Linked DNA regions of Mus musculus: region 2 is linked to region 1. Evidence: chromatin contacts called from public HiChIP or PLAC-seq data. All regions are on one chromosome and are shown on one strand. Each heading gives the region's core, a stretch centred on a gene start, on an enhancer-like site or on the middle of the called end of the contact. The rest is flanking DNA. Distances are from core to core; before and after follow the strand shown.

Region 1 (3,285 bases), core at 210-2,709:
CTCATTTGCTGAGAAACAGTCCTATTATCCTAGTCTCTGTGTCTTACGGGGTAGCCATTGGGCCCACACACCATCCAGGGAAGGCAGTGGTCCATTTTGCCTCTACCTCTGCTTCATAAGGTTAAGACTGTATGTGGGCACTGAGACTGAAGACAAAGGCTGTTTTCTAATGGCTCCCAATATATTCTCCTCACATCCCACCCCCTTGCTCAGACTCTGCCAGAAGAAACCCCAGTCTCCAGGTGAGGGAGGAGGAGGGGGCAAGCAGTCAGCCTCCAGACTGCCATTGCCAGGCTTCTGTCAGACCCAAAACTCACCTACGATGCAGAAGGCAGCAGCGAAAGCTTCCACACAGGAAAGTTTGCAGGGCCGGCCATAGTTTACAGGGTTGGCAGCTACGAGGTAAGGCAGGAGCCGCAAGTGGCTCCCTCGCATCTTCTGAAAGGGTGTGTCGTCCAGTTTGGCCCAGGAGCAGTCTATGACTGCGACCCCTGACTGTGCCACCAGCTGTCTGTCAGAGAGTGTAGGGTAGGTTCTAGGGCCCCAAATAAGGCACATCCTTGGAGACTGGCTTCACTACAGATGAGAGATCACTCTGCTATTTCGAAGTTATGGTTTATTGCAATAGTAGAAAGAACCCTTCAGGAAGCAGTTGAGGGTAGCTGGACAGTGTTTACTTTACACAACAAATGTTTCTCCTAGGCTTTCTACACTATAGCCCTGCTCTATGAAAAGGGTCAAATTAAATACAACTCTGCTCATATGAAAGATGTGGACATCCAAGACCAATAAGCAAGGCTTGAAGAAAATGATACTCCTGATACAGGGCAGTTTAACAAAGACAAGATGGTGGGAAGGGCATTCCAACCCCTCTCCGACCCCTCCCCGATCCCCAGGCCTCTGGTGTCTACCTGTCTGCCGGAGACACGTACTCAGTGCCTACTGGGCTGAGCACCAGACCGCCAAACCTTTGGCTCAGGCGCAGGCAGCGCACCAGACCCAGACGGGCCAGTTTGCGGCCCGTGCAGCGCTTGGGGTCGCAGTGACCAAGCTCCCACATAGCCAAGGCACAAGGCAGCGCCGCAGGGCCCGGGCCGCCCTGGTCCTCGGCCTCCTCGGGCTGCACGGATGCTACAAGGAGAGAGAGAAGGCCGGGTCCTCAGCGCCTGCTCCCAGGCCCGACCCGCTGCTCCGACTGCTCCAAACTCACCACGCAGCGCAGCGCCCACCTCTTCAGCGAAAGCATCCAGAGAGCGGCCAGAGGGTCGCCGAACACGACCGCTCTCTTTCCTGGATCCGCGAGCAACTTTCTTGCGGCCCATAATGTTAGATGAAATCCGAGATGAAATCCTCAGCTCCAGCGTTTGTTCAAGAGCGTGCGCGCGTGCGCGCTCGCACAGCTTCCGGTTTTGAGGGGAGTCAGTTCCGGCTGTCACTCACGTGACCGTGAGACCCTAGGAGCAATGGCGGGGCGGCTGGCTGGCTTCCTGATGTTGCTGGGGCTCGCGTCGCAGGGTCAGTGGCTCCGCGCACATAGCCCCCCGCGCGCTGGCGTCGCTCGCGCCTCCGCTCCCTACTCACCACCTCTCTCCCCGCTCCGCAGGGCCCGCGCCGGCATGTGCCGGGAAGATGAAGGTGGTGGAGGAGCCTAACACATTCGGGTGAGCGGATCACGGTCCTGCGGCTTGGGGACCGAGCCTGGCTGGCTCTTCTGACCTTCTCTGTTCCATAGGCTGAATAACCCGTTCTTGCCCCAGGCAAGCCGCCTTCAGCCCAAGAGAGAGCCTTCAGCTGTATCCGGTGAGCGCGGGAGGGTGCGGAGCTGGCCGAGGTGCTGACTGAGGGGGCCGAAAAAAGCTCTCGGTTAGGGAGGGAAGGGTGCCTTGGATGAAGGACTCATAATGTACTCGCTGAAGGGTTACGAATTCGTTTGTCAAACTTGAGTGTTTTAAATGCTCTGAAGTATATACTGGAACTGCAATCCCCTCTCGCTCCCAGGGTTGGCGATTACCTAGGGCTAAGCAAGCAAGCGCTCAAGGCTTGGGTCACATCCCTAACTTTTGTGGGGTTTTTGTTTTGTTTCGTTTTGTTTTTCGGGACAGGGTTCCTCTGTATAGCCCTGGAACTCTTTGTAGACCAGGCTGGCCCGGAACTCAGAAATCCGCCTGCCTCTGCCTCCCAAGTGCTGGGATTAAAGGCGTGTGCCACCCCCGGCTACTTTTGTGTTTTTAAGGTAAGAGTCTTTCAAAGTCTTTTATAGTAGACTCAAGCTGGCCTCCAACTTGTGGTATTAAAGCCTCTACTTTCCACAGGTGCTTAGACCAATTAGAAGCTCTAGGGATGTTGGGTATGAAGACTCAACACTCCAGGTGTATCTAGCCCTTTCTAGGTCTTACGGAGTGGAGAGGGCACCAGCACAGGAAATTTGGGACTAAGATCCTAGGAGGACTGAAAGACAAGCTGTTGGAGGTGGCTCAGGGCTGGCCAGCATAAAAGAACCTTGGCAACCCAGACACTATTGCATATGCCAGAAAGATCTTGCTGAAGGGACCCTGTTATAGCTGTCTCGTATGAGGCTATGCCAGTGCCTGGCAAATACAGAAGTGGATGCTCACAAGTCATCTATAAGATGGAACACAGGGCCCCCAATGGAGAAGCTAGAGAAAGCACCCAAGGAGCTGAAGGGGTCTGCAACCCTATAGGTGGAACAACAATATGAACTAACCAGTACCCCCAGAGCTCATATCTCTAGCTGCATATGTAGCAGAAGATGGCCTAGTTGGCCATCACTGGGAAGAGAGGCCCCTTGGTATTGCAAATTTTATATGCCCCAGTACAGGGGAATGCCAGGGCCAAGAAGCAGGAGTGGGTGGGTAGGGGAGCAGGGTGGAGGGAGGGTATAGGGAACTTTCGGGATAGCATTTGAAATATATATTTATTTATATATATATATTTATATTATATATAAATAAATATATAATATAAATATATATAAATATATATAATAATAAATTTATTTAATATTTATTTATATTGTATATAAATAAAGTATCTAATAAAAATAAATAAATAAATAAGTAGATACATGATAAAGATTCCAAAAAAAAAAAAAAAAACGTGACTAGCTGCACTCTGGGGATTTGGTGACCCACTATCTTAGGCATGTTGGGCAAGCTGGTTTGTAGATTTGATCCCGTGAAGAAGAGATAGCTCAGGGCTGCAGAGCACTTACCAGGCTCCTCTCGTAGTCAACTGTTACCATCTTCTCTCCTTTTCATAAGGTGA
Region 2 (3,398 bases), core at 725-3,224, 190 kb after region 1:
CTCAAGTGTTTAGGGACCCTATTTTAAGATAAAGAAATGTCAGCATCCCCAAGGGCGCACGGAGCCTGTAACTGCTCTAGTAATGCTGTGTAGAGGAAGAAGGAGGTGGAGACACACTGGCCCAAGTCCCAGGAGGCAGCACAGGCAGTGACAAGGGCCCAGCTGAGGGTTCTTTTTTTTTTTTTTTACCATGCCCTACTTTAGTCTTTTTTTTTTTTTTAAAGATGTATTTATTTATTATATGTAAGTACACTGTAGCTGTCTTTAGACACTCCAGAAGAGGGAGTCAGATCTCGTTACAGATGGTTGTGAGCCACCATGTGGTTGCTGGGATTTGAACTCCGGACCTTCGGAAGAGCAGTCGGGTGCTCTTACCCACTGAGCCATCTCACCAGCCCCCAGCTGAGGGTTCTTTTATGCTATCTCTGAAAACTGCATGGACCTTGCGCCTCATCAGAGTGCTTGGGAAGTGGCCAGGGAAGTGAGAGAAAACAACTGGATCTTGGGTTCAGGTTCAGCTGCTCTAGGTTGTCTGGGCTCAACTGCTGCAGAGCTGTCCAGGGGATTCTGTCTGCCCTTACTGAGTGACTGACTACACATATGTCTATGTATGTCTGTGCAGCACATGTATGTCTGGTGCCCACAGAGGTCAGAAGAGGCTGTCAGATCCCCTGGCGTTTGAGTTAAGGATGATTGTGAACCAGTAGGTGGGTGCTGGAACAGAACCCAGGTCCTCTGCAACAAGTGGTCCTAACCTTTGAGTCATGGCTCCAGCCTCTGCACACAGGGTTTCTATGGGTCATGGATATTCTCTTATCACTGTCCCAGCTTCCCCTGCCCAGGTCTGGAGGACTCTCCACTATGGGTCTCACACTGCCGCCACTTTGTGTCCTTACTTTCTTTTGTATTACTTTATCAACTTCCACTTGTCCTCCCTGTTCCAGCCAAGCTGCCGTTAGGGTCAGGGTCAGTGGGACACCAAAGTACAAGTGACAATGACATTTTTGCTGTTGTCTTAGCATGCCTACCACTCCCTCCTCCATTCTCCTCCTCCTTTTTCTTCTTCTTCTTTTGTTTTTGGAGACAGGGTTTCATTTTTTTCTTTTTCTTTTTGGTTTTTCAAGACAGGGGTTTCTCTGTTTAGCCCTGGTTGTCCTGGAACTCACTCTGTAGACCAGGCTAGCCTCGAACTCAGAAACCTCTGCCTCCCAAGTGCTGGGATTAACGCTACCACTGCCCGGTGAGTGGTCTTGTCTTGTGATGTTGGCTAGGTGATGAAGAAGACAAGCAAGAAAAGGACAAAGAGCTCTCTAAAGAAGATACGGCTGATTCCGAAGAAAACCAAGAAGGGCAGGAAATATGGAAAGTGTGTGCAGGTGAGCACATACGAACAGAGTATGGATCAGGGGTGGTGGTGCACACCTTTAATCCCAGCACTCAGGAGGCAAGGGCAGGCAGATCTCCAAGTTTGAGGCCGGCTTGGTCTACAAAGTGAGTTCCAGTACAGCCAGGGCTACACAGACAAACCTTGTCTTGAATCAACAACAATCCTCCCTGTCTTCCACCCCTCACACCCCAAACACACACACAAAAGAACAGACTGTGTGTGTGTCCCAAGATGGAAGCAGGCAGGAGAGAGCTGATATAAGGCAGAAACTGAGGAAGGATCTGAAGCAAGGAGGGGCTAGAGAGAAGGTTAGACATAAAGACCTAAAAGACTTGAGGAGACAGAATAAACAGCTATGTCTGTCAGGTCCTGCCAGGGCCCAGAGGCACAGCCCGTATCCTCGGAGGTCCTTCATATGGATCAGAAGGCCGGCAGGGATGTTGGCCTTACCTTGCTAAGGAGGATGCTGATCTTGTTCCCATTTGCATTGCATCTCAGAGAAGTGATGCTCCCCACATCAGGGACCAGCTGGGCCAGGTTCTTGCAGCTGCAGTGCACTTTTGCTTCCCTGTGTGAGGACAGGAGGAGGAAGAATGACATCAGCGTCCTCTTGGCACCTTCCTGCTGGTCACAGAAATGAGCTTCTCTGACTGCTGAGACCCTGGACTGTAGAGTGTTCTGTTCAGCTCACCTCTTCTCACCTGTGTACTTAACCCCCTAGTCCAGGGAAAAGGAGGTTCATCTTAGAACCAATAAAAGGTCTCTTCTAATTTACAAAAAAAAAAAAAAGGTGTCATGTGAGATAAGACATTGTTCCAATTTCCTGTCTACTAAATTGCCCCATAACTTAAAAAATGAAACAGCATTTAATACTTGAGTGTGGAAGGAAACTGTACCTTCTGGAAAGATCAAAACTTTTAAAATGAGCTAAATCTGTCCCTGCAACCAGGAAAGTCCCACAGACGTCCAGGAAGCAGGGGCTCCCCTCGGTCTCAGAGAATAGCAGAAGTTGTTTGACAGTCCCCTGGGGAAAGAAGAACAAGTTAGCCATGCTCGTCTGTGGTGCAGTGCCCCCTTTCTCTCCGGAACAACATTCACGCGAACAGTAGTGATTGCTGAGGGGCTGGCATGCATTAGACCAGGGCTGGATCCATAGGAAGACAGGTCTCCCTTCTGCACAGTCTCGGTGACATAGGCCTCGGGGCAAGGATCAAAGATGCACAGGTCCCTCAGCTAAGAAGTGCTCTGTGGTCACACACACATGGCGGACTGTAGCAAGGTACACAGATGGCGACCTCCGTCCCTGTGAGTTGGTCTAGGTGGGCAATGATATTCTTCATGTGGCTGATGTTAGGTGCATGGCCTTCTGGGTAGTGAGATGGGAGAGTACCTCTGCCAGGATGGTTGTCACATCCTGGACATATGCCACTCGTGGAAGACAATCCACACTTATAACACAGTCATATGTCCTGTATTTTACATCTCAATAAAATGCCTAAGGAATTAATGTCTCTTCTAGGGGCTTAAAAATGAGGTGAACCAGGAAGAAGCCAGCTATCGGAGAGCCCAGAAAAGGAGAGAACACGCACTGAGCAGTTAAATGACTCTGTATCTGGATCTTTGAGTCTGGTAGTCAGCAATGAGCGGTGGAGCGTTGTACTGAGGGTGGGCAGATGGAGCAGAAGCAGTATGGGTACATTACTGCAGGGAAGAAGGCAGTCTCCAGGTCAAGCTTACCTATACCTGTTCTGTTTCCACAGCTTCCACTTCTCAGCTACCACACACACTTAGCCGGGACTCAGGATGTGGGAGGAGCCTACTTCTCTCTCCCCCTCACTGTCAGAAGCGGCCCTCCAGCCTTTCCTGATTAAACCTCCCAGGCTTTTCCCATCCTCCACCAACTCCCTGACATTCTCACTACACAACCACACAAGTTCTATTCTTTTTATTACATAATATTTTTAGTGATTATTTGGGAATTTCACATCACGCACCCCAATCACGCTCACTT

The links. HiChIP or PLAC-seq counts read pairs in DNA pulled down with a chosen protein or histone mark.
Region 2: a contact with region 1 is called in an H3K4me3 HiChIP or PLAC-seq map of bone marrow-derived macrophages, with 2.8 times the contacts expected there. The contact joins the enhancer-like site here to the promoter of Gnptg in region 1. A contact is called at or near these places in 3 of 39 promoter capture datasets (the 3T3-L1 cell line and hippocampal neurons), 1 of 484 Hi-C or Micro-C datasets (nephron progenitors), 2 of 115 datasets of contacts at active chromatin or transcription factors (bone marrow-derived macrophages and fetal liver) and 1 of 9 other capture datasets (pancreatic islet).

What each region holds. Positions count from the first base shown.
Region 1 is chr17:25,238,290-25,241,574 of GRCm38.p6, reverse strand. Gnptg (N-acetylglucosamine-1-phosphotransferase, gamma subunit) reads left to right here and starts at 1,459. Exons shown (of 11, transcript NM_172529.3): 1 at 1,459-1,515; 2 at 1,604-1,661; 3 at 1,733-1,800. The coding sequence starts at 1,464. It overlaps Tsr3 (TSR3 20S rRNA accumulation), which reads right to left and starts at 1,405. Exons shown (of 6, transcript NM_026676.3): 1 at 1,211-1,405; 2 at 912-1,131; 3 at 318-511. The coding sequence starts at 1,322.
Region 2 is chr17:25,044,062-25,047,459 of GRCm38.p6, reverse strand. Ift140 (intraflagellar transport 140) reads right to left here. Exons shown (of 30, transcript NM_134126.3): 13 at 2,284-2,411; 14 at 1,838-1,955. Among named protein-coding and RNA genes, the nearest start is that of Ift140, 30 kb to the right of the region's middle. Within about 2 kb of position 1,974, at least 42 of the 459 cell types and tissues checked have an H3K27ac peak or open chromatin away from gene starts, as enhancers often do. A contact at or near this core is called in bone marrow-derived macrophages, where this site is marked.